6 separate regions of the Mus musculus genome follow, and all the other regions are linked to region 5. Evidence: chromatin contacts called from public ChIA-PET, HiChIP or PLAC-seq and promoter capture Hi-C data. All regions are on one chromosome and are shown on one strand. The core of a region is the stretch at or near the end of the contact, and the rest is flanking DNA. Distances in the headings are between cores, read along the strand shown.

Region 1 (3,914 bases), core at 466-2,965, 140 kb before region 5:
TAGGGGTAGTGGTCCACTTCTGTAATCCTGGCAGGAGTCCATAAGGAGTTCAGGTCATGTCATCGCTGGCTACATAGGCCAGTCTAGACTACATGAGACTTTATCAAACAACAACAAAAAAGGTCTTATCAACCTGTTGCAGGAAATATTTAAAAAGTCAACCCTCCATCTCTCCTGCCCCACCGGCCTGTGTTCCTGCTGTAGTACCGATACTGGCAGGCCACAACACTATGTCTGGGTGGGGTCTCGCTTGCTCGGCCGTGTTCTCACCACTGAGCTATTCTCTCCCAAGTTCATCTTGCTTCCACACAGTGCCCCACACACCCCACCATCAGCCATCTCAACACCTAGTTACCCCAGTAGAAACATGACTCTTAAAGCTTAATTATACAGTTAGATTTATATAACAAAAAGATCACAATTTACAAAAATGCCAATACAATAGTTTCAGGGCTAATTGATACTGATAAAACTTTAACTCAATTATTATAACCTTTCGATAACACCATTCTGGTTCTTCTCCCTCCTCCCTCTCTGTCTCCACAACTCTTAGCTCCTCCTCCCTTTTCCTGTCCAATCACAAGCCTGCCACTGCCCTAATATCCTGCAACATTTCACCCTTTCTGTTTAATTATAAAAAAAAAAAGACTCTCAAAATATAAATTGAACACAGCTATTATCATTTTGTAAATTATATGGTATAAGATAGACCTAATACTAAGTCCACATCAACCTGCTATACATAAAGTTTCAGTGTACCTTCTTTGGAAATACTTTTGGTAGTATTTCAAAAATAAGTCATTTGTGGGTAAACGTAGATTCATTTACGCTTAGTGCAAAAGGAAAAGATATTAGGGAGAGAATGAACATGGTGGGACATTTCAGTTTTTAAGGTGCAGTGGCAATGAGCTAAAAAGGAGGTCAACGTCCATCTACCTTTGTCACACCTTGTTAGCCTGGGGCTGCAGGTCACAAAACATGCCAGTGTTCCTTCCAATTCCAAGTAGACTGTTTTCTTCTGATATGTATGATGCATTGTCTTCCCCTGACCGGGAATGCGATGACTAACCTAGTTATCAGTCAGTCTGAGTTGTGATTGCCACAGCAGCTGCACCCGTGATTGTCTAAGCCAGCCTTCACTCACTGGCTGGAGGGAGGGCATGCTAGTGTTGCCCCCTTCTGCCAGAAAGCCAGAGAGATGGCTTTCTACTTAGTCTTGAATTGATTAGAAACTTTGTTTCATAAGGGTGATGAAAGGGGTTACTAACCAAGAAACTACTATGATTTTATGGTCGTGACTAGAGTCCATACCATTTGAAGTTAAGTAACTTAAGTAGGAATTTACCCAGCTTACACTGTGTATAAGCTTTATATTTGTTTTCTTTGTCTTTGTGGGGATGTATGTGCAGGTGTGTTCTCAGTCACTCTCCAGCTTATTTGAGATACTGTCCTTGCTTTTGCTTGAATGGTGAGCAGAGTTCCACTCGACCCTTCTTTCTTCCTTCCCCATGGCTAGGGTTACAGGCACACACTGCAGTGCTTGGCACTTACATGGGCATTGGGATTCTAAACAAAAGTTCCTCCTCGTGTCTGCATGGCAAGCACTTTACTGATAGGGGCTGGCCTTGCAAATTAAGTAGGTCAGGTCAGAAGTTGGCCCGCTTTCAGTAAAGAGGAACAGAGAAAAGCACAGCTCAGACGGTAAGGAAGGCTTGCTCTTTGTTCCACACTTCATCCAGGAGAGGAAGTGTCCACTTAGGTGTTGCAGCAGAGCCAGCACACCAGCACCGACAGGAATCCTTTCTGGGTTGTCCTTGCCTCTCTTTGCAGTCACTTCCTTCTGCTTTTAGACTTATTTTATCTTAAAATTTTATTTATTTGTTTTGAGACAAGGCTTCCCTGTGTCACCCTGGCTGGCCTGGCTGCCAGCGCTGGGATTCCAGGGTGAGCACCTGTTCATGCATTAGTCTCCTTAAACATTTGAAGCTCAGTAGTTCCCCTTCAGTCTTAAGAGTTCCCCACGGCCTTCTTGTAGAGGTTGGGTTGTGTGTTCTTAAGTTACCTCCCTAGCACAGGGAGAGCCCTGGGTGCTGTCTATGAAGAGAGCTGTTGAAGGGCTCACCCTGAGCCTGTTCACAGCTGCTCACATTTAATATATGAACTCTTGTCTTTCACATAGCCATCAACATATTTTAATAAAGCATTGAATAGTGATGATTTCCTACAGTTGTTAACTTTTTGTATATCAATTAATTTTTTTTTACATTTTCTTACAGACCAGAAACTAGAGAGCAGTATCCAAATAAATTTATCCAACGAGATGACACTGAACGGTTTTACATTCTGAACACACTATTCAATCTCCCAGGTAGACACCTCTGCTTACTCTGCACACTGCCCCTTTGTTCCAGGGCCATGTCTTCCAGGAAGCTGAGTAAATCAGCTTGATTATGGTACTTACAGCTTATTCATACCTTTTCTTCATTTTCAGAGACCTACCTGTTGGCCTGCCTCGTAGATTTTTTTACTAATTGTCCCAGATACACCAGGTATGTTTATATTACAATTTTCTTCATCCAGTTGATTTTTAAATTAATGTACAGGGTTTTAGAGAACTGGCCATTGTAGGTCTTTTCTGCTTTTCTAAAGTGAATTTAGTGCTAGTGAGAGATGCCACATTGCCAGCCTGAGAGATGGACAGCGCCAGCAGCTCCATGCAGGCTCTCACCTCCCACACGGCCCCTCTCCTTGCCAGTGTGCTGCAGCCATGTTTGGAAGGGACCACTTGTGACTGGGATTGAAGACGGCCAGCAGAGGTGCTAATTGTGACAACTGAGTGGGAGGTTTGTGTGATGCTTATCTGTCCAAGCAGAGTTGCACTGAAACCCCCGACTCATTTCACAGCAGCTGCCCAGGAGCCATCCCGGGATGCTCATGTAGCTTCATTCCCAGGCCCAGCAAGAGCTCACCAAGGAATAAAATAGTGTTTATTTTCTGTAAAGCAAAAATTTGCCTAAGTCTTCACAGGTTAGCCTTTCCTTCTGGGGAGCTGTGTGGCCATTGCTTGATGTGTAACAGCCTCTGTGTTAGAGTCTGCTAACTTCATATCTGAGGCCTTACCCACTTGAGGGCAGTTTGGTGGAAAGTGGAATCCAGATAGAACTGAACGGTGCCTTTGTACCTAGGGACAATGCAGGAAGGTCAGGGAGGGAGAGCCTAGCTTCTAAATGTCTGCGCAGTGAGGCCTGCTTCTAAAGTGAGGAACTTGGTATTATGGGACCTTGGCCTTTTAATTCCATCCTGTAAATTATCCTGTCTCATTGTGTTTGCACACAGTTATTATATTCCATATATCAATATTCTGGCCATTTTAATGCTCAAATGCATTTTGATTAGGGAGCGATTCCCTAGCTAACCACAGCCTGTACCACGTGATGGGAACCTTTGGGTCCCTTGGTCATTTCATTCACCGTTTGTCATGTTCTTTTCATCTTTCTGTAGTTGTGACACAGGATTTAAAGATGGGGACCTCTTCATGTCCTACCGTAGCATGTTCCAGGACGTAAGAGACGCAGTGGACTGGGTCCATTACAAGGTATTTAGAGCCTGCTGCTTTACCCTCCTCTCCCCAGCATGCATCTGTGCTCTGATACTAACTTTGCAAGTGGGCATGTACACAGAGAGCAGAATGCTCCTTTTAAAAAAGAACGTGGAGAGGGCCTGGAGAGATGTCTCAGAGACTAAGAGCACTGGCTGCTCTTGCAGAGAACCTTGATTCAGTTCCTAGCACCCTACAGCAGCTCACAGCCATCTGAAACTCCAGTGCCAGGGGCTCTGACGCCCTCTTGTGGTGTCTCTGGGCACCAGGCATTCATGTGGTACACAGACATGGAAACAGGCAAAACATTTACTCT
Region 2 (3,924 bases), core at 1,089-3,588, 230 kb after region 5:
AGATCCCCATCCCAGCAGTAGATTTTAACTGATCTCAGAGGCTCGGTATCGTTTTTCAAATAAAGGAATTATATTATTTCCTCTGCATAGTTGAAATAGTATTAAATGTCTCAGAGCACATGATTAGAAAGGAGCAAGCGCTTGTCCTGCCGCCGGATGATCCCAGGCGGCTGTGCTGCCTCTGTTACTGACCTGTCTGTCCCCTCACTCTCTTGCAAGTTGGAAACTGCATGGTTGGTGGTGCCGGGCAGAGACTTTTTTTTTCCCCTATCTGCAACTGAGCCAGGGCTTTGGTCTGTCCTGCAGGAGGCAGCCACTGTGGGAGGTAAAGAATAGCTGGTGATCACCAAACCCTCTGGGCAGGTAGGTAAGGGGCTGTGTGTAATCCTCACTTTTGGACAGAAAAAGAAGAACATTCTTGGCAAACAAGTCACTACAGAGCCACAGAGCCATGGCCTCTGCAGCCCCGGCCCCTCCACCTTCTCCCATCCCCTCAGCCCTGTCAGCCACACGGGGAAGCAGACTCGTAGGACTTTTGACTGTAATGACATCTGGAATGTAAGGGGAGCTGGGAGGTTTAATTCCAGAAAAATTACAAGGTCCTTAAAAAGCCCTCACGTCGAGGGCTCAGGCTAGCATAAACAGGCTTTCTCCAGCTCAGTGGAGCAGGGAGCAGCCGGCTCCGAGATTAGCTGATTTCTCTGCAGAGGGGATTTCTAAAGCTCAAAGAATTCTGTGTTTAAATGATCACAATAGGCCGATGCTATCAGATTTTAAAAATAAATGCAGCTGTGCCATGAACCTGCTCCACTGAGAAAAGCCAGGCAGATCGATTCTGAGAAGAGATCAATTCTTACAGAGCTGGCAACTAGACGGTGTGGGAAGGATCTGCTGCAGGCTGAGAGCATGGGCTGGGCCCCTCCCCCCCCCCCAAAGCCACTCGTCCCATGCTGCGCTCTTCTACCCCTTTCCAGCAACCCTGTTGTGGTCTGATCAGAAGGGATGGTACCCCCCTCCCATTCGTTCCCCCACTGCCAAAGGAGTTTGCCTGAGCCCTCAGAAATCCCAGCCTCAAACCCTGAAAGCAGACCAGGGCATAGCCTGCTCCTGAATTCAACTGTTCTGGGCAAGAGCTCAGGGCTTTTCAGAGGATAAATAAGAGGCTATCCAATGCCTGGTAGGGCCAGGGAGGCCAGCTGCCTTCTCATCCTGGGAGGTGGCCCTTTCCAAGCCCACCACGGTGTGGTGGCAAAGACAGGAAGTGCCACAGAAGTCCCTGCTCCATGGTACCCAGCTTATTCTGGACTCTGGAGAGGGAGAAACTTGGACAGTTTGAAAGGTGGCCAGGAGGAAAGCTATCAACAAAGGCTGGGGAGAGGTGTGGGGTAGCAGTGCACAGGCACGGGCCTGTAAAGACTTGCAAGACAAAAGAAGGTGAGGTTTTTAAACCTCAGCTAGTTAGCCCGCCGCCTCTCCCATCGACTTCTCTAACTCACCCGAATCCCTCTAGCTTTGAAGGGTGGCAAACAGCTATAAAGCATCGGAAATGCCCCATCTCAGGCCACCAGATGTAGCTTTGGCCCTTGAGACTTGCTTTTCCTTACAAATATGCTTCAGGATGTTGTCTGGGGGGCTGGAAGCCTGCTTTGAAGTCCAGTTTTGGAATGCTGCACCAGGGGACTCTCTCTGACTTTGGAAGAGCTTGAGTTGTAATGCATTTTTGGTCTCTTACCACCAACTAAAGGAACTGTTCTAAACAGCCCCGACCCCCACCCATACCCCCACCCCCCGGCTCCAGCTCATAGGCAGAGCGACTTGCCCTGCTCTGATCGCTGTCTCTGTAAATGTCCGCATTTGCTTCCCAGCTAGAGACACCAGAGACAACTGTGGTTGTCACAGGCTTTTATCTTCCCTGTGAGCCCTGTTGAACCCTCCGGGGGCTCCGGGGATAAATGAATGGAGCCTGAAAACTGCAGTTTGAAAGCTCCCATTTGTAAAACCAGAATGCTTGTAAAGTCCCGTTTCCTTCTGCCGTGCCACCCCTGCCCCCTGTGGCCATGGCCAGAGAACAGAGTCTGAAGCTAGAAAGGGCATGCTCCGCCCCTGTGCCTCCCCCCCCATCCCAGTGAGCCCTGGTAAGACTTTTGCTCTGCGCACCATTGCTTCTGAATGTTCAGGGGGCGAGGGCCGAGGCCAGAGGGCAGGCAAAGTCCACAGTGTATACTCCAAGCAGTTGTGGGAAAAACCGAGCCCTGCTCTCACCCTCCCTGTGTGGCTCCTTTTGGCTGGATTCCCTTCGCCCAGTGCAATACACCCTTTCCCCTTCGCTCTCCCTTGGTTACTATGGAAACAAGGGTGTCATTGATGTGGGGCTGAGCTGGGGAACATGTCGGTGCACAGCTGAAAGTCAGCGATTATGCCGGTGGTTCGCTCTGCCCGGTAGAAAAGTCCACAGCCTGAGATGCTGCAGAAGGACAGTCTTACCGAAGCCCTCCCCCACACTTCCCTCCCTCCCTCTGTCCCCTGTCTCTGACGATTTCTTTATTCCCCTCCGGACTAAAGTGGTGGCTATTTTTATGCCAGTCCGTGCCCCACCCTCACTGTTGGCCGCTCCTTATCCGGCCTGGGCCTGGAGAGAGTGACACCATGTCACCCTCACCAGGCCCAGTGTCTCCATTCCCTTCCACAGTGCGCTTTGATTCCCCCCTCCCTCTCCTTTTCGGGATGCTTCTTCCTTTATTTTTAGCTCTGCTCTCCATGTGGTTTCGGGGTTCGGTGTGATCCATCGGAAGGTTCTTTTTTTTTTTTTTTTTTAGTCCCTTTTGAAAATGATAATCAAAGGAAGGGACGCGGTGTTTGGTCACGTGGAAAGCTCAATGTATAATTTAGACGTCTGTCAAAAAAACGCAACAAATAAAATGTAGCTGCAACGAAGGCGGTCTTGGAGTGGATTGTGATCTCTGCTGGAACTCCAAGAGGGCCTAAGCAGCTTTGCCCTTTTGGAGGTTAGGTTTCCTCAAGGGAGGGCTGTTTTCAGAAAAAAAACACCACCACCAGGTGATATGAAAACCACCACCACCGCCATTGCTGCAGCAGCAGCAGCCACCCGCCTCACCTTACCCCTAGCCCCATGCACCTCCTGCGTAACTAGGCAGCACTAAGCCCACTTTGCAGTGGAAGAAACAGAGAGGCCTTTGCCTCAGCTAAGGAATTTGCCAGCATCACAGCTCCTGTAAGGATTGGTGGAGCCAGAAACCTAGGTCCCCTGCTGTCTCTAAAGGAAAAAAAAAAAAAAAAAAAAAAAACAAAAAACAAAGAAACAGTACCACAGCCCACTTCAGTCCCAGCCCTCACCTCCTGCCTGTTCAGCAGCTGCCTCCCACAGCCCTCTGCACCAGTTGTCCCCTAGGCTAGCACTGCCTGCTCTTCCCGGACTCCCAGTCCCCAGGGCCTCAGGTCCTCTCATCACAAAAGCACAGTTGCACATCTCTTTCCTTCCTTTGCATAGGTTCAGCCCCATGGATGGCAAAAAGGAGGGAGCCGTCAAGAACATTAGGGCTGCCAGGGACACTTGCAGTCACCTACTGCCTACTACTGAGTCCTCTTGCTGGAAGCTGCCCAGAGAAAATGCTAGCCTTTGGAAGGGCAGCCTGGGCTACTTGAAACCCCATCTCAAAAACTCAGAAGTCTAATGGGGACACTCATGAAAGGTGACAGGCTTAGAGGGCTATGGTCTTGCTCACCCCTTCATCTACTCCTAGGGTCCCTCCTTACCCACAACAGAGGGTGAGCAACCGGCAGGAGAGGGAAGCCAGAGGCGAGGCGAGAGGAGAGAAAAGGCACAAGGTGTCCGATGTGTCACCGGACATTCAGTTCATCTTGAATTTCAAATAAAGACTAGTTTTTACTTCAGCTGTACTCCAT
Region 3 (3,893 bases), core at 1,105-3,604, 140 kb after region 5:
AGTAAGATTTTAAATGAAGGCTCTGGCTTTAAGGGGTTTTTTTATGATACAAGAGTCAAGATACCAAAAGACCAGAGCTACCAAGAGGGAGAAATATGGATCTAAGAAGTAGCTGTGAGGATAAGGTGACTGTCAAGCATAGAGCATACAGACAGCCTGGTGGGGTTGAAGAATGCCTTAGAAGACTCACACGGGGGCTGACAGCAGTGTGCGCGGTAGTCATGGCCTTGGCACACAGTTTGCGAACTGAGTTCTATGAGGTAAATGACCGGCCAAGTCTAAGGTTCTCATTTGTTCTCAATATGTAACAGTGCCCATACAGGACCAAGCTGGAGATACTCCTGGGACATTGTGGAACAGCGGTCATGGGACCCTCTGATAGGAGAGTGGAGGTCTAGGGGTGTCTGTCAGTCAAGGATGTGAAGAGAGAATGGCGCTGTCAGAACAGGACAGCTGCCAGGCCTCAGGGCAGTAGGTGCTCTCGCAGGCCCCCAAGACAGCCTCCTTTCCAGAGGTTTGGGCAACACAAAACATCCAAACTTTTGATTTTTCTTAGCGTCGAGCACAGACCCATTTATTCACTTGAAGAAAAAGAGTAGCACGGAAGTTGGGGGTGGGGGCACTTCTCAATACGCATAAAGCTATGCGCTAACAAAATGATCCTGAAGTGATTATCGTGGGAGATGCCACGGGTCAGATTGCACCCCAGACAAACATTCACAGACTGCTGCCAAGCGGCCACGCAGGAGTCTGCTCAGCTGCCAGAAACCAAGAATCCTGGCTTATCTGTGTCCGGGAGCTGGACAAGGGCAGACGCTCAGCATACGTGCTGAGGCAGGAAACGTACACCTCGCGCGAGCGCACACACACGGAGGAGTTCTGTGAGTCACACGACTTGCTCCTTCCTCAAAGCATCCTGAAAGCCCAAGACTCCTCTCTTCTTCCGGGCCTTTCAGGGAAGGTGGCTGAGCAGAGTCCTTAGCTGCAATAGGTAGCCTCGCGCTCCACATCAAGTAACATTCACATCTCCAGAAAAGGAAGCTTCAGCAGAGACTGAGAGTCCCAATGTCCCAGATGGGAAAACCTAAGTTTGAGTGAAATGAGGTAACTCATTTAGGGTGCCCCCCCCCAGCCCCAGGAGATGGAGCGAGCACTTCACCCAGGCCTACGTGGCTCCGCAATGGCTTTGGCACGCAGAAATCGTATTTTGATATAAATTAAAATTGTCTCCCAGACTCATTTGGGAACCTCATACCCAACAGCTGCCTCCAGCCACCAGGAGGAAGTGTGATGAAGAATTCTGATTGACAGCTCTAGTCTATGTGCTGTCAAAGCAAGCGGGAAGTTTCCTCACCCTCCTTACCCGGTTTTGGACAAAGACAAGCACACACGGAGACAAACACAGGCGCTGCGTAATAAAGAAAAGGGCTGGGTAGAGACGTCAGCCTAAGAGCTCCTGAGGAAGAATGGCGCAAGAAGCAGCTGCAAGAACGGAAGAGGAGCTCGTGTGTGTGTGTGTGTGTGTGTGTGTGTGTGTGTGTGTGTGTATGGGGGGTAAGCACACTCTGTGGAGCCCAGTATGATGGACACACACAGAACATGTGAGGAAGAAAGAAAAGGAGGCAAGAATCAAAGCAAGGCAGTGCGTGTCTGTAAGCCTAGTATTCGGGAGGCAGAGGCAGGAGGATTACTACAACTTTGAGGTCCCTGTGGCATCCATGTAGCTCAGGATGCCCTTCAGTGGTCCTACGGTCTCAGCCTTCCCCTCATGCTGGGATAGGCATGGGCCTCGGATCCTGCTTTAATCTCCATGTTTTCATGGAGGGAAGGACGTCAGAGTTACACAAGCTAAAACTCACTGACAGTTCCCACTTCTGCAACCCAGTAAGAGAATGCTTCTGGACTGGAACGATCAGTCCGCAGACACTCACTTGATGGGTGGGTGTCTGCTATCTTGGGTCTAGAGCTTACTGAAGCTCCTGGTGACTCTAGGCATCACTGACGAAGAACAGACACTTCCAGGAGCACGACTTGTTCAAGGGGGACAGAAGAGTCTACTTTTGTGCCAAAATCTGGGTGTTTTTCTGACCTTATAAATACATCTAACCAAAGAGGTGCATAGCCAAGAATCACATGGGAATTAGCAAGCCGTCTGCAGAGACTTTTCACGTATCCTAAACCGCACTGAAATAAAAGGGCCAGGGATGCCTCTCCGGGATTGAGTGCTTGCCTGCTGCATGAGAGGTGTGAGACCCTAGCTCCAACTGTAGCACTGGAGGAAATTGTAATAGGAGGATCGTGACAGAACGGAAACAACAGAGAGACCAGGTCACATCACCTGTATGATTCACACCCAGAAGCCACAGGAAATGGAACTCCCTCAGCATGACTGGGGCTTCCTGGGCTCCACCAAAGCTGACTTCGTTCACTTTTTATGTAAACTTTGGGCAAGACAAAAATAACGTGGTCCACTCTTTGGTGGGAAAGCAAATGCAGTGATGGCTGACCCAAGGCAAGGGCTCGCAGCATCCCAACCTGAAGCAGCCCGGGATGATGGGTCCCAGCATCTGCACAAAGCCTCCTAGTGGTGCTCCACCCCCTCCTGCGACTCCTCATGTCCGTCCTCCCCCACCCCAAGCCTAGCTCCTCTTCTAAGGTCTGAGCAGCTCGATAAAAGTCTCAGATAACCTAGGTTCTGTAAATCTCATGCACGGACCTAGGTTTGGTGAGAGTCTTCTTCTCAACAAAATAAGGTAGAGGGCAACTGAGGGAGACATCCACGCTCAACCTGTGGTCTCATGCACATGTACACATGTACACATGTGCGCGCGCGCGCACACACACACACACCATACATACACAAGGGGAAAAAGTGGAGGAAGGAAGGAATTGCAAAACAGGAGTGCTAGTAACATTTCATTTTCCTGGCCACAAAAACCCGACAAGCCAGTACAAGATCAGGAGAATACCTGAATCTGACCTCGGGTTCGAGAAACTTTAGGAAGGGGTTAGGAAACCCTCCTGTGTGTGCCTTTTGTTATTGTTATTTGAGACTGCCAGTCTCCAGTAGTCCGGGCTGGCCTCAAACTTGCAACTTAACAGACCTTTATCTCCAGCCACCTCCCAAGTGCTAGGACTACAGACTTGTAGTCCACCAAAGGGGCCTTGTGTCTCACAATCTGTTCATCTTTAATTCTCAGCTGAGGAATTACAAGTATTTAAACCATCTCAGGGGCAAAACTCCCTTTCTCCAGGGAGGACCTGGACACGAGCTAACCGCTTCACACGGTTTTTTGATTATGGGAAATAGGGAGCAGCTACCCAGCTCGGTCTCCCAGCTCCGGTCTCCCAGCTCTGGGTTGGTAACATCCGCAGTGCCTGGAGGCAGCATGAAGGATGGTGAGATTAAACAGGAACAAACTGGAAGCACAGCTTACGGTACTGTGCCCCTCCCTTCCTGGATCTTACACTAATCATCTATTCGGGCGATCCTTCCTTTACCACCAGCCCCTCCGCCCTATAACTAGGAGGAAACCAAACCTATTCTAGATTTAAGGTTACGTGGTCAAAAAACGCCAGGAGAGAGCATTTAGGCAACCAGCCTGCAGGTTGTAAGGACTGTGAGAGCATACAAGCCAAGCGGGTGCAAACAGAGGGTGGCAGAACTCAAGAGGACAGCGCCACACAGGCAAGGGATGCTTAGCCCCATGTCACTCCATGTCCAGTCACAGCAACTCCTGAACCCTATGCTTCCAATACACTTCAAAAATGCCTTCATCCGGGGTCCAAGTTAGGGGAAGGGCAGGGCCAGGCCTCCCCCCAGAGCTTAAAGTGTTTTTTTTTTAATGTGTCTATTTCGTCTACATGTACGTTATGTGCCCACTGAGCACAGA
Region 4 (3,682 bases), core at 242-2,741, 170 kb before region 5:
GAACTGTTGAGCCATGTGTCAGAGAAACTTGACTATAACAGTAGTGGACAGTGTATAGTTAGCAGCATAAACAAAGCCTCAAGCATGTAAACAGCTTGGTTAATAAAGCAATAACCAGCAAACAATAGGTAATAACAGGAAAGGCTACATGGTATGGATGATACATACTTAATATTTTAGCAAAATAATAAAAGGCTTTCAACTCCTTGAAGATTCAAGAGCTCCTAATTTATTAGTTAAGTAGTTTTGAGCACTCACTAAAGATAATTTAGGAAGACAGTAACTAGCTTTTAACATTTCCCATTTATTTTCAATTGATAATATTTCTAAACTATAGTAAAAACAAATTACATAGAGACAGAAAACATTTTGTTCCTTTTTTGAGATAGGTTCTCACTTGTAGCTCAGGCTAACCTCCCTTGTTCAAAAGTGCTGAGATTATAGGACTTTTTATTATTATATTAGCAAATTATTTCTCTATCAAATTGCTATAAAAGTTTCTAAGTAATAGAAGTCTCTGGGTGGTGTCCTGGATTAGTGAAATGTTCGTGGTGAGAGCATTAGTCTGGGTATCACGTTTCCAGCAGCCCTGCCTCAGAGCAGTCAGCATCCGGATGAGGACAGACCAGTGGGAAGTGTTTTCTGGAGAATTATGACCTTGCGAAGTTAATGGGGTGAAAGACATGGATTCTAAAGACATTTGGAAGTGTGAAGGAAGGCACATAGATAATTGGATGCGGCTTTAAGCTTGAGTGGGGAAAAATGCAGAGGCAGGAACAGGAACAGATTGGGGGGAAAAGCAGCTAGGTTGTTTATATCAAAAAGTCTGCATTTATGCCCTGGCGGTGCTGCTAGCTCACATCTTTGAATCCAGCACTCGGGTGGCAGAGACAGGAGGATCTCTAAGTTTGAGGCCAGCCTGGTCCACAAAGTGAGTTCCTGTACAGCCAGGGCCAAACAGAGAACCATGTCTTGAAAAACAAACAAACAAATAATCAATCTACATTAGAGCATGATTTTTTTCCTGTTTTTGTCTCATTCTGTAGCCCTGACAGTTAACCTTTTTATTTTTTAAAGATTTATTTATTATTATATCTAAGTACACTGTAGCTGTCTTCAGATGCATCAGAAGAGGGCATCAGATCTCATTACGGATGGTTGTGAGCCACCATGTGGTTGCTGGGATTTGAACTCAGGACCTTTGGAAGAGCAGTTGGTGCTCTTAACCACTGAGCCATCGAGCCAGCCCCCAGGCAGTTATCTTGCCTCGACCTAAGTGACATTTGCAGACATGACACTAATTTATTATAGTTCATAATTTGAGTTTACGTACTCAGATGCATTTGGAGTAGTTTCCTGCTAGCAGCTTGAATGCACCACCGCAGCTGCTTACAGTGAAAATAGACGACCAAGAGCATTTTACAGTCCTCTCACTTGTTGTTGCAGTAACTGTTGTTGGGCACTTGGCCAGGAAACTGTGACTCCTAAGCAAAGGGAGGAGTTACAGATGCAGTTCACCATTGCCAGAGAAATTCTATTCCAAATGGATTTGTGTGGAGCAACAGTGATATCCAATGACAAGTTAAATTAGACACAGAGGTGTTTTCTCCCACACTGTCTCAGAAGATACATGGTGTGAGGGGGCCTGGCTCGGGCTAAACAGTCTTTTAGAAATTAGGTTAACATCACACACACTCAAAAATTGTTTTAGGGATTTTAAGAAGAATCTTGTTATGTGACTTCAGAAACTACTTTACCCAGATAGTTTCAGTTTGCCAAACGGAAACCAGTGACAGATGAGGTAATTTTGCTTTGAATTATAGTCAGATCCAAACCAGAGGTTTGCTGTTTACAGAATTTCAAATATAATAAGTTGCATGTTTATGTTAAATCTTAGACTCTTAGATCCCTATTCTTAAAGCACATTGTAGTAATGGTTTTATTTCTTGCAGCTAATATCTGTACCTGAATGGAATTTTGCCTTACTGCTGTGGGATTTGATAGTAAATATTGCTAAAGGTGTTTTTACTGGAGTCTGTGTTTAGTTTTACAATGTTCCTGTGTATGTATCTCCTAGAAATTGTGAGTGTCAGCTCACAGCTCTTATCTGTGGGAATTCTGGATGATAGTTGGATTTATGATTCTGATTTATAATTGGATGCCTAGTTTAGCCATAACATTTTGGGTGATAATTACATGTTTTAAAGCATGCTTTTAATTTTTACAGATATGTTTATGCTCTTGAACATAGGTGAAATTATTCTGCTAGTTAATAGTTTAGTAAGACCATAGTAAGCTGGCACGGGCAGATCTGCAGAAAGGTCCTGGTATTTGTAGAGAAATTTGATTTTTCCCAAGTATGTAAATTTATTTGTTTTGAAATATGTGGGTCAGTGAGCTTGCTTTTCCGTTAATATCTTGTAGTTGACACAATATCTTACACTTCATTTAATTTGTAAACTCGGTGGGGAATGGCCATTAGTCTCAAGCTGAGAGATAAGTGTCTGTTGAAGTCTGTCCTGAGATATGTGAGGTCAGGGTTACATTTTCTCCTGTGCCAAAGGTTTCTCGTTCAGCCTTGGGTATTTGTGTATTTGTAAAGCTTAGCACATACATGCAGGAACTGTGTTTGGCTTAGTTCTCTGTAACAGTTGTTCCTTTGCTTATTACAGCTTAGCTTACACAGCAAATTAGATTTCATTTCTGTATACCTCCTTCTATGTTCATAGTTTATGTTAGGGAAAGAAAAGGAAAGCTGAGACTATAGGTGAGGTTTTCACATAAAGATCACCACAGAAGTGAGGGCATAGGAGTGATGCTCTCTTAAGTTTAGGAGGTGATTCTACGATTTAGAGTACTTGCTTTGAATGAAAAGGAAAGGATATTTGATGCAAGTTTCTCAAATGTATTTTTCCTAATTAAAATGTTTTATTAATATATTGTGTGTTCATGTTTGCGTGCAAATGTTTGTATGTGGGAACTCATGCCACCGCAGGCACTTGGAGAGGTCAAAGGACAACTGAGCGAGTGAGTTCTCTTCTTTGATGGTCCTAAGACTGAACTCAAGTCTCCATGCTTGGCAGCAAGAACTTTTACCCACTTGCCAGATCTTATTTTCTAATCTTAAGGACATACAAAGTTTTGTAGCTCTGACTATTCCCAAAGGATATTCTGTGATATTTGTCACAAAATGAGATGTGTATTCTAGCACACATCGGTAAATGTGTTGATGGAGTAGATAATGTGATTAGTCAACTCAGAGAGGAGTGAGACATGTGACTTGATGGATATTTAGCCATGGTTATTTTGGCAAAAATAGATTTTCTTATTCCTGAAATATGTTATTCCCAGCATTAGCAAGGGTACCCTGCTCTTGCTGTCTTTTCAAAATGTGTCTACTTTGAAAGATTTCCGTGGCTATGCAGGTGCAGCCTTTTTTTCCTCCCCTGACCAAGAAAAGAGCTTTGCTTTGCGACATTTCTTTTATGTTAGTGTCTTCCCTGCTACTTCAGCTGCATCTAAAGCCAGCTAACATCTGTTTTCTATCAAAATTGAAACTGCTTTTTAAAAATTACGTTGTTCTGGACCTATTTCTTAAGATGTGTGACGTGGAAGAGCAATCTTCCTCATCCCCTTGCTGCCTGTGTTAGCTGAGGTATTTTAGGCACATCAGCTGTTACAG
Region 5 (3,913 bases), core at 119-2,618:
CCAGGACGCAGTCCAGCAGTTTGCTAACCGGATAAGAAGCGGGGAATGTCATCATCATGAAAAACTTGGTGAGGAAGATGGTGTTGGCCCCTACCGCCAGGCCGTGTCGGGAGCAGATGGCTTGGGGCACGATTTCTCCGAAGATGACGATGCCAATGGTGGAGACCACCACCGCCACAAGGCCTGAGCCCGCAATGTCGTCCAGCAGGATGGTGAGCGTGGTGTTGACCAGTACGTTGCCCAGCAGCAGCGAGCACAGCAGGTAGTTGCCCTGCCTGCGCACCGGCTCGATGCGCTTGGCATAATTCTTCTCTTTCTCCGTGCCGCAGTTTTGCACGATGCGCAGCTCCATCGGGTCCAGAGCCATGAGCCCCAGGTTGAGGCCGCTGAACATGCCCGACAGGCACAGCAGCAGCGAGATGAAGATCACTTGCAGCCAGAAGGGCAGCAAGAACTTCTTCTCCTCGCCCACTATCATCTTGGTGTCCTCACCGTCGTGGTAAATCCAGGTGGTCTCGGCCCACGGAGGAGGCGGGAGTCCGGCCACCCCCGCGCCACCCTTGCCCCCGACGGTGCCACTCGCAGACCCGGAGCCGCCGGCGCCTAGTGCGGGCGTGGAGAGAGACGTGCACAGGTAATAAGACTTGCTCTTCTCCATCTTGCGCAGCGGTTTAATCTCGATCTCGATGATGCCCGATGTGCGGCGATTGAGAATGATGTGGGGCAAGATGATGATGTCTGAGGTGCGGATGCCGCAGCGCTGGGGGCCGCTGTCCGGCTCCGGAGGCGCGGGGCCCCCCAGCCCACGCTCGCTGGGTGTGTGCCGGCGCCGCTCGTGCTCAGTGAAGGCGATGCGGGACCACGTCTCGTTGTTGATGTTCTGCCCGTACACCCGCAGCTTGACCCGGGTCCGCTCGCTCACCCGCAGAGCACCCCCTTCCATGAACGACACGTCGTTCGTATCCTCCAGCCGCAGCCCGATGATCACGGTCTCCTCGTTCTCGCCGGCCGCTGTGCAGCCGCCCGCTCCCCAGCAGCAGCTCAGCAGTAGCAGCGGCAGCAGCCGGCCCGCAGCTGCTTGCAGGACCCCCCGGCCGCGGGCACTGAGGCTGCGGCGCGCCGCCATCTTCCAAGTGGGCAGTGCGGCGGCTGCCTGCCCGCCCGCCATCTTTACTTCGGGTTCACAAGCGCCACAGCCAATCATAGGGTGGCTGCTCCAGCTGAGGCTTCATCCTTCCCACCCGGCGGCGCGAGCGCAGGCACCGGCGCCCGAGCAGGACTGCAACCGCGCGTTCGCGCCCAGCCCTTAGCTGTCCTTCTCTCTGAATGACACTGATTCGGACTGAGCCAGCTGAGGAACCCCCGGGCTCGAGGGAGGAGGGAGCGGAGGGAGGGGCGTGCTAGCCTCTCCCGCGAGAGGCAGGTCTGCCAGCCAATCAAGAGCGGGTGCCCGCCTTCCCAGCCAGGGGGCTGGAATGGGGGCGTGGTCGCAGTCGGCGTGCCGCACCAATGGCACGGGAGGTGGGCGGGGAGATGAGGGCCACTGTCCTCCTCTGCATGCCAAGTTTCCAACTGAAAGGCGCGTGACTCTTGTGTATGCGCGGGGAGGAGGCGTGGCCATCCCGGATGCAAGAGCCAGTCAAAGATGAGCGCTGTAGGGATGGGGGCGTGGTCTTCCTCCAGGCGGCCAATGAAAGGGAGCGGTCCGCGGGTGCGGCGCTCCCTGTGGGGTCTCTGTAGTAGATCCTCGCGCGCGGCTTGGCAGCCCTGCAATACTGCCCTGAGGCGCGAGGCCTCGGGTCCTTGCTGCAGGGACTTGCGGGCTCCACGGGGCTCCGTGTCGCCGCAGAATGGGCTGAGCCCTCCTTCCCTGGGAGCACCAGAGCCGGACTGGAGACAGCTTACGATGCACATAGCCTAAAACCAAATCGGGATACTAGTCAAGCCCCCCAGCCCACTACCCCTGCATGCGGTTCCTCTGGAGATTCGCGGTGACAGGGTGGCCCTAGCAACGCCGAGGACCTGCGGTCTCCGTGACTCTGTGAGCCCTCAGCTGCTCACGATCATGTGGCGCCACCTGCCGGCCCTCACGGACGACCTTTGCTGTTTTCTAGCTCTCAACAAACCTCTCAAAGTGTGGTCAGCTTCCCAAACTTTGTCATCACAGGGATTCTCCTGTAGTCCTGCTATAATCACAGAATGAGATGGACCCTATTTTTGGTTTTGTTTTGTTTTGTTTTGTTTTGTTTTTTAACGTGCACCCAGGCAATTTGGGGAAATAGGAAGGGGAGAGCAACCTGAGAAGGCCCATGAAAGCTTATTATGAAATGCACAGGTCAAACGCTGTTAGCTCCGGAGAAGATTCATTGTGGAGCACAGCTCACCAGGACTCTCAAGTCCATTGCATCAGACTAGATGCGGTAGCACAGTAGCTCCCAAACTGAACTTTCTGCCTCCCAACTGAAGCGCGTTTTAAAATGTTTTTCCTGATCTTACTTTGTATTCCATAAACACAATACTCTTCCTTTTTTGTGAACACCCACAGTGTTTTTTATAATTTCCAGGACGAGTGATTTCTGGGCTCATTTCAGCGGTATCCTCGCAATTCTCTCTTTTTTTTTTTTTTTTTTTTTTGTTGTTTTGTTTTGTTTTGTTGTTGTTTACAGGGTTTCTCTGTATAGCCCTGGCTGTCCTGGAGCTCACTTTGTAGACCAGGCTGACCTTGAACTCAGAAATCCGCCTGCCTCTGCCTCCCGAGTGCTGGGATTAAAGGCGTGCGCCACCACGCCCGGCCGCAATTCTGTCTTCTTTTATGCTTGTCCTCAACCATTCCCCTGACCTTCCAACTAATGACTTGTCAACCCAGGGCCCATTGCTCCCATATTTGAGCCCTCCCCTAACTCCTCATCTCCTGACAAAAGCCAGAGTGCTCTCATCGCCTACAAGGTTCTGCAAGCTCTGCCCCAACCAGGCTCTGTCATTTTCTCAGTCACTGCCAGGGGATCTTCCTGGCGTCTTCGCATGTGCCATGTCCTGTGGATGGGACTCAACTTCTTTCAGATGCCAACATAGCCCTGTTTAAAGGCTTTGCTCAAAGCCACCAGACTCCATCTCTCCCTTATTTTTCTTCAAAGCAAAGATCATTTACTAATACCATGTGTAAATTACTCATTTGGTTGATAATCTGTCCTCTCTAGAATTTTTGTACACTGTTATATCAGTTCACCCTAGAACACACCTATAGATATTCAAAACATGATATAAAAAGTGTTAAAGAAATAAAGAAGCTTTTACTTTGATTATTTTAAGTAAATGGTCAACTCTAGTCCTAGCCCTCTGGTGTCTGGGGGATTTTTCCCCTACTTCCTATTCTCATACTGCTATATTGGAAAAATCACTTTAGATGAAGAAAATGGGATTCTTAGGTCTCTTATGAGCTTACAAGAGTAGTATTTACAGTTTATAAGTTGAGGTCTTTAGATGTCTGACAAAGGTTCAGGACAGACACAGGGCTTCTAAGCCAGCTAACTGAAAATGTGAGGACAAAGTGTGTTCCAGGCTAAGAGGGAAGACAGTTAGTGGTTCTCGAATATTGAATGCACCATTTGGAGTGGGAGTGCAGAGACAGGAAGAAGTACTTGCCAGCCCTACAGACATTTCCTGTGCAGAGAAAGCAGCGGTCAGGAAAGTGCAGTCTGAGCAATCCTGAAGCGGGCTAGAGGTTCAAGACTTAAGCAAAACAGAAGAGTACCTCCCAGGCGACACCACAAACTGAGCCGGGCTTAGATTCACACGGGGCATTGCTGAGCCATCTTTCTCCTCGGTGGTGGATATGAGCTGCTACTCTGCGTGAATACTCAACACACACAAAGCTGTCTAGACACCTGAGCCAATCCATTTTTCCTTCCATTAG
Region 6 (3,671 bases), core at 348-2,847, 250 kb before region 5:
TAGTGTGTCTGTACTCTTGGTGACAGGAAGGCATGGTTACTTTTTTTTTTTTTTTTGACTCCTAGAAAGATTAAAGACTCCTTTGTTAGAAGAGTTCAGACAAGCGACTGGGGGTGGGGTTGTGGCTCCGTGTTACTGCATATGCCTAGTATATGCATGAAGACTTGGGCTCTGTGCCTCAAACTCCCCCACCCTCCAAAATAGAGGGCGAAGACATCAAGGGCTTGAAGAGCTAGCTTCCAGGCACATACAGTCCACATTTGCGGCTGCATGCGTGAGACTTCGTGGTTTTTTTTTTAATTTGTTTGTTTGTTTGTTGACTGACGCCTCTAGTCAACGCTCCCCTCTCTCCCCTTTCCCTCCCGTGGTTTCCTAGGGCACCAGTTTACAGGGAGTGAAGCTATCTCTGTACGGAAAAGGACAGGGCACTCTTTCCTATGCAGCATCCCAGCCCTTACCTGGTAGCCGGCCACCTCAGCGCTGTGCCGCTCCTCCAGTTCCAAGATCTGCCTCTCCAGGGACTCATTGGCTCCGCGCAGACCCTCTATCTCAATGGTACGTGCCTGGAGCTGGCGCCGGTACTCGTGGATCTCCTCTCGGCTGGCTCGGATGGCTTCGGTGCTGCGCGCAGCCTGCTCGTTTAGGTTGGCGAACTTGGACTTGTACCACTCCTCGGCGGACTGCAGGTTCTTAGCGGCCAGGGACTCATACTGCGCGCGGATCTCCCTCAGCGCCGAAGTCAGGTCTGGTTTAGCCACGGCCACGTCCACCTCGGCGGCGGCTTGCGAAGACGCCTGCAACGTGGCCAGGAGCTCGGCCACCTCCTCGTCGTGGACCTGGCGCACGAAAGCCAGCTCGTCCAGCAGCGACTCCACCTTCTTCTCCAGATCCAGGCGGGCCAGGGTGGCGCCGTCCACGTCGCGCTGCTGCGCCTTCAGGGCGCGCTCGGCGCCTTCGCGCCCGCGGCTCTCCTCCTCGCAGCGCGCCCGCAGTCGCTGCACCTCCTCGGCCAGCCCATCGCGCTCCAGCAGGGCCTGCGCGCGCGCCGAGCTCGCCTCCTCCAGCTGCGCGCGCAGCTCGCGCAGCTCGCGCTGGAAGAGCTCGCCGACGCGCGACGGCTCGGCGTGGCGCTGGCGCAGCGCGGCCAGCTCGGCCTCGAGCGCACGGTTCTGCGTCTCCAGCTGGTGCACCTTCTCGATGAACACGGCGAAGCGGTCGTTGAGGCCCTGCAGCTGCTCCTTCTCGTTAGTGCGGATGATCTTGTACTCGTTGGTGCGCGCCGCCGCCTGGCTCAGGTCCAGCCCGTCGGAGGCCGGCAGGCGGCGGTAGGCCAGGCCCAGGCCGAGGGACGAGGCCGAGGAGCAGGCGGCCGTGGAGGCCACATTGCTGCGGGACAGCGACTGCGAGCGGAAGCTGCCCGAGCCTCCCGGCCCGGACAGGCGCGCGGAGAGGCGCGAGCTGTCCCCGAACACCTTGCGGTAGGAGGAGGCGGAGCACAAATAGTGCTCCGATCCGAAGCTCATGGTGCCGGGGTCGGGGCCGGGTGCGCGGCTGCGGCGGGACCTGGCGAGGACGCGAAGGTGCGGCAAGGCTGGGTGCGGCGGGGCGGTGTGCGGGGCTTTTAAGGCGCGGGGTTGGGGCGACGCGCTAGGGGTGGAGCTTCATCTTCAGATCGAGCGGGGAGAGGAAGGGGGGCCTGCGGGGGCGGGGGAGCGCAGTGCCACCGCAGCTGCGCGCCACCGTCCTGGGCCGTCCCTGTCCGCTGCGCCTGTACCCCAAGAATCTGCCTTGGGAATGACCGGAGGGGAGGGAGTGCCCAAACAACCTTGGCTTCCCGGCCGAGCGCTCTCAGCTCTTTGATGGCGTTAGAGCCTGTCCTTTTTTTTCTGCTCTTATCCCCCACGGAGAGGAGGTTTTTCTGAAAGGTGTCCTCTATTCTCATCCGCATCCCAGAGTTCCCAAGGGTAAGGCCCTGTTCCTCTCCACTCTTTACAGGGGGAGCGGGCAACCCCCTCTTTATCTCCTGGCTTAGGCGGCTCCTGGTTCTCTTCGGAGAAAGTGGGACCACTTCAGAGAGCATCCCTCAGTTCCGCCACCACAGGAGATAGGATTCGCAGAAAGAGTGAGATTCTCGGGGACATTGGTGACGAACAAGAGGCTGATTTTTTTTTTCCCCAAGGGTGCAAAGGGTTACCGGGAGGAAAGCGGTCTGTCCTGGAAAGGACAAAGCGTTGAGAATTAGCAGGATTCACCTCTAGACCTCCAGTCACCGTGCGTGCCAGGACCGCAGGCTGCTAGAAAGGCTGCAGGCTTTGGTTTAAACAAACAAAAAGCCCCAAACCAACAACAAAACACATTAGATTTTAAAACGTTTCAAAACTGGATTTCTAGTCAGGAGGTTTCATCTAAACAGAAACTGGATTGATTTTGATCTTTTAATGCCCAGCCCCTGCTACTCTTGAAAGCAGAAGGTTTAGGATGACTGCGGTGGGCGAGTGCCTTTGTTTAAGTGCGTTGTTCCTCAGGGCTCCCAGCACTTCAGAGTCACCCCTCTTACCCCGGTTTTTGTTTTTTTGTTTTTGTTTTTATCTGTCTGGCCCTGCAAGCGTTTGACAATCCATTCTGAATTGGACGGGAGCACCATTTTCTGTGGGGATTAGTCTTTGGACCAAAGACTCATTTCCAGGAGTGAGGCAGAGGAGCAGGGCTGACAGAATTGGCCGTCCTCGCCACACCCGGTTAGGATGGAGTGGGAGCCTGAACGATAGATGGATCTAGTTTACCTTCTATCCTGTGGCACAACTCCAGGAAATGTGAAGCCCTTTGCTTTCTAGTTCCGAATTCCAAACTTACATTTGTTTGTTTTGAAACAAGGCTCCCATTCTGTGCCCCTAGTAGCTAAGTTGGTTTTGCTCTCAGTCTAAGCTGGCCTTGAGCTCCTGGCAATCCTCCTGCCTCTGCCTCCCACATGCAGCAGTCACCAGTGTGGCCCACCATAGCTGGCCCTTATCACCTTTTATGATCTTGGGGTTCTAGAACAAGTTTTGTTTCACTTCATGAAGGGATGTATTACTTGGACAGGACTCTGAAAGTAAGAGAAAAGTCATTTTATGGAACATATCCCCTGGCTTTGTGTCACAGCTGCCCTGTCTCCTTACCATTTACCAAAAACCCGAGCTAAAAACCATGCTGGTTTTTTTCGGGCTCTGTAAGACTCGGATGCTGGAAGACACCAGTGGTGGTGAGGAATTACTGCCTGGCAGTCATGGTGGAGTGCTTGAGTGTGGTTTTGTCTTTCTTCTGGCCGGTTTTCAAGATGGCTGTCATTCCTGGCCCAAGGCCACCAGGAAGCAACGGCATACATTCTTTCCAACACGGAATTTCTCTTAGTTTCACGAGACTCTTGTCATCTTTTGTAGCCAGAATAGGGCTCAGTAGGCTTCAGAGAATTTTGGTCAATAGCAGATGACCGGGGTTATATTTGAAGATCATTGAACTGAGAGGTGATGGGTGTGCATCTCGACCCTCCCTTGCTTACCGTGTAAGAGTGACAGCACCACAGCGCCTCTCGTGGTGGCGGAAGGCCGAGATGGCGCACCTGATTGTGCTGTTCATTCTGCTTCTGGATAAGGATATCTCTGCCATCTCTGGAACTCATACACATTTGCCTC

What was found. Promoter capture Hi-C pulls out the DNA fragments that hold promoters and counts their contacts. ChIA-PET counts read pairs in DNA pulled down with a chosen protein or histone mark. HiChIP or PLAC-seq counts read pairs in DNA pulled down with a chosen protein or histone mark.
Region 1: a promoter capture Hi-C map of liver shows a contact between it and region 5. The contact joins the enhancer-like site here to the promoter of Cnnm2 in region 5. A contact is called at or near these places in 14 of 39 promoter capture datasets (3T3-L1-derived adipocytes, the C10 cell line, the HPC-7 cell line and 8 more), 1 of 15 datasets of contacts at CTCF or cohesin (the NIH/3T3 cell line), 2 of 484 Hi-C or Micro-C datasets (the HPC-7 cell line and embryonic fibroblasts), 14 of 115 datasets of contacts at active chromatin or transcription factors (astrocytes, embryonic limb bud, embryonic stem cells and 5 more) and 3 of 9 other capture datasets (adipose tissue, liver and pancreatic islet).
Region 2: a contact with region 5 is called in an HNF4G HiChIP or PLAC-seq map of pancreatic cancer cells. The contact joins the enhancer-like site here to the promoter of Cnnm2 in region 5. A contact is called at or near these places in 1 of 39 promoter capture datasets (liver), 4 of 115 datasets of contacts at active chromatin or transcription factors (embryonic stem cells, memory CD8 T cells and pancreatic cancer cells) and 2 of 9 other capture datasets (adipose tissue and liver).
Region 3: an RNA polymerase II ChIA-PET map of memory CD8 T cells shows a contact between it and region 5, with 80 read pairs. The contact joins the enhancer-like site here to the promoter of Cnnm2 in region 5. A contact is called at or near these places in 1 of 39 promoter capture datasets (embryonic stem cells), 2 of 484 Hi-C or Micro-C datasets (CD4 T cells and CD8 T cells), 6 of 115 datasets of contacts at active chromatin or transcription factors (effector CD8 T cells, embryonic stem cells, memory CD8 T cells and 2 more) and 3 of 9 other capture datasets (adipose tissue, embryonic stem cells and liver).
Region 4: a contact with region 5 is called in an H3K4me3 HiChIP or PLAC-seq map of stem cell-derived neural progenitor cells, with 45 read pairs. The contact joins the enhancer-like site here to the promoter of Cnnm2 in region 5. A contact is called at or near these places in 14 of 39 promoter capture datasets (the 3T3-L1 cell line, the C10 cell line, the HPC-7 cell line and 9 more), 9 of 115 datasets of contacts at active chromatin or transcription factors (the SCID.adh cell line, bone marrow-derived macrophages, embryonic stem cells and 2 more) and 4 of 9 other capture datasets (adipose tissue, embryonic stem cells, liver and 1 more).
Region 6: a contact with region 5 is called in an H3K4me3 HiChIP or PLAC-seq map of embryonic stem cells, with 49 read pairs. The contact joins the promoter of Ina here to the promoter of Cnnm2 in region 5. A contact is called at or near these places in 19 of 39 promoter capture datasets (the C10 cell line, the HPC-7 cell line, the SN4741 cell line and 13 more), 2 of 15 datasets of contacts at CTCF or cohesin (the NIH/3T3 cell line and large pre-B cells), 24 of 484 Hi-C or Micro-C datasets (the AtT-20 cell line, B cells, the HPC-5 cell line and 14 more), 33 of 115 datasets of contacts at active chromatin or transcription factors (the 230-238 cell line, the NIH/3T3 cell line, PVALB interneurons and 21 more) and 4 of 9 other capture datasets (adipose tissue, liver, macrophages and 1 more).

Annotation. Positions count from the first base shown.
Region 1 is chr19:46,897,257-46,901,170 of GRCm38.p6, reverse strand. It overlaps Nt5c2 (5'-nucleotidase, cytosolic II), which reads left to right. Exons shown (of 18, transcript NM_029810.5): 6 at 2,277-2,368; 7 at 2,492-2,549; 8 at 3,502-3,595. Among named protein-coding and RNA genes, the nearest start is that of Nt5c2, 63 kb to the left of the region's middle. Within about 2 kb of position 1,715, at least 108 of the 459 cell types and tissues checked have an H3K27ac peak or open chromatin away from gene starts, as enhancers often do. A contact at or near this core is called in the HPC-7 cell line, the NIH/3T3 cell line, extraembryonic endoderm stem cells and 4 more, where this site is marked.
Region 2 is chr19:46,527,270-46,531,193 of GRCm38.p6, reverse strand. Arl3 (ADP-ribosylation factor-like 3) reads left to right here. Exons shown (of 6, transcript NM_019718.3): 6 at 1-85. Among named protein-coding and RNA genes, the nearest start is that of Trim8, 28 kb to the right of the region's middle. Within about 2 kb of position 2,338, at least 198 of the 459 cell types and tissues checked have an H3K27ac peak or open chromatin away from gene starts, as enhancers often do. A contact at or near this core is called in embryonic stem cells, liver, memory CD8 T cells and 1 more, where this site is marked.
Region 3 is chr19:46,616,047-46,619,939 of GRCm38.p6, reverse strand. All of the region lies in intron 2 of Wbp1l (WW domain binding protein 1 like), which reads right to left. Among named protein-coding and RNA genes, the nearest start is that of Wbp1l, 19 kb to the right of the region's middle. Within about 2 kb of position 2,354, at least 71 of the 459 cell types and tissues checked have an H3K27ac peak or open chromatin away from gene starts, as enhancers often do. A contact at or near this core is called in CD8 T cells, embryonic stem cells and memory CD8 T cells, where this site is marked.
Region 4 is chr19:46,927,155-46,930,836 of GRCm38.p6, reverse strand. All of the region lies in intron 2 of Nt5c2 (5'-nucleotidase, cytosolic II), which reads left to right. Among named protein-coding and RNA genes, the nearest start is that of Nt5c2, 33 kb to the left of the region's middle. Within about 2 kb of position 1,491, at least 49 of the 459 cell types and tissues checked have an H3K27ac peak or open chromatin away from gene starts, as enhancers often do. A contact at or near this core is called in adipose tissue, bone marrow-derived macrophages, liver and 1 more, where this site is marked.
Region 5 is chr19:46,759,064-46,762,976 of GRCm38.p6, reverse strand. Cnnm2 (cyclin M2) reads right to left here and starts at 1,368. Exons shown (of 8, transcript NM_033569.3): 1 at 1-1,368. The coding sequence starts at 1,204.
Region 6 is chr19:47,012,607-47,016,277 of GRCm38.p6, reverse strand. It overlaps Ina (internexin neuronal intermediate filament protein, alpha), which reads right to left and starts at 1,597. Exons shown (of 3, transcript NM_146100.5): 1 at 459-1,597. The coding sequence starts at 1,523. It also overlaps a transcript of Nt5c2 not described here.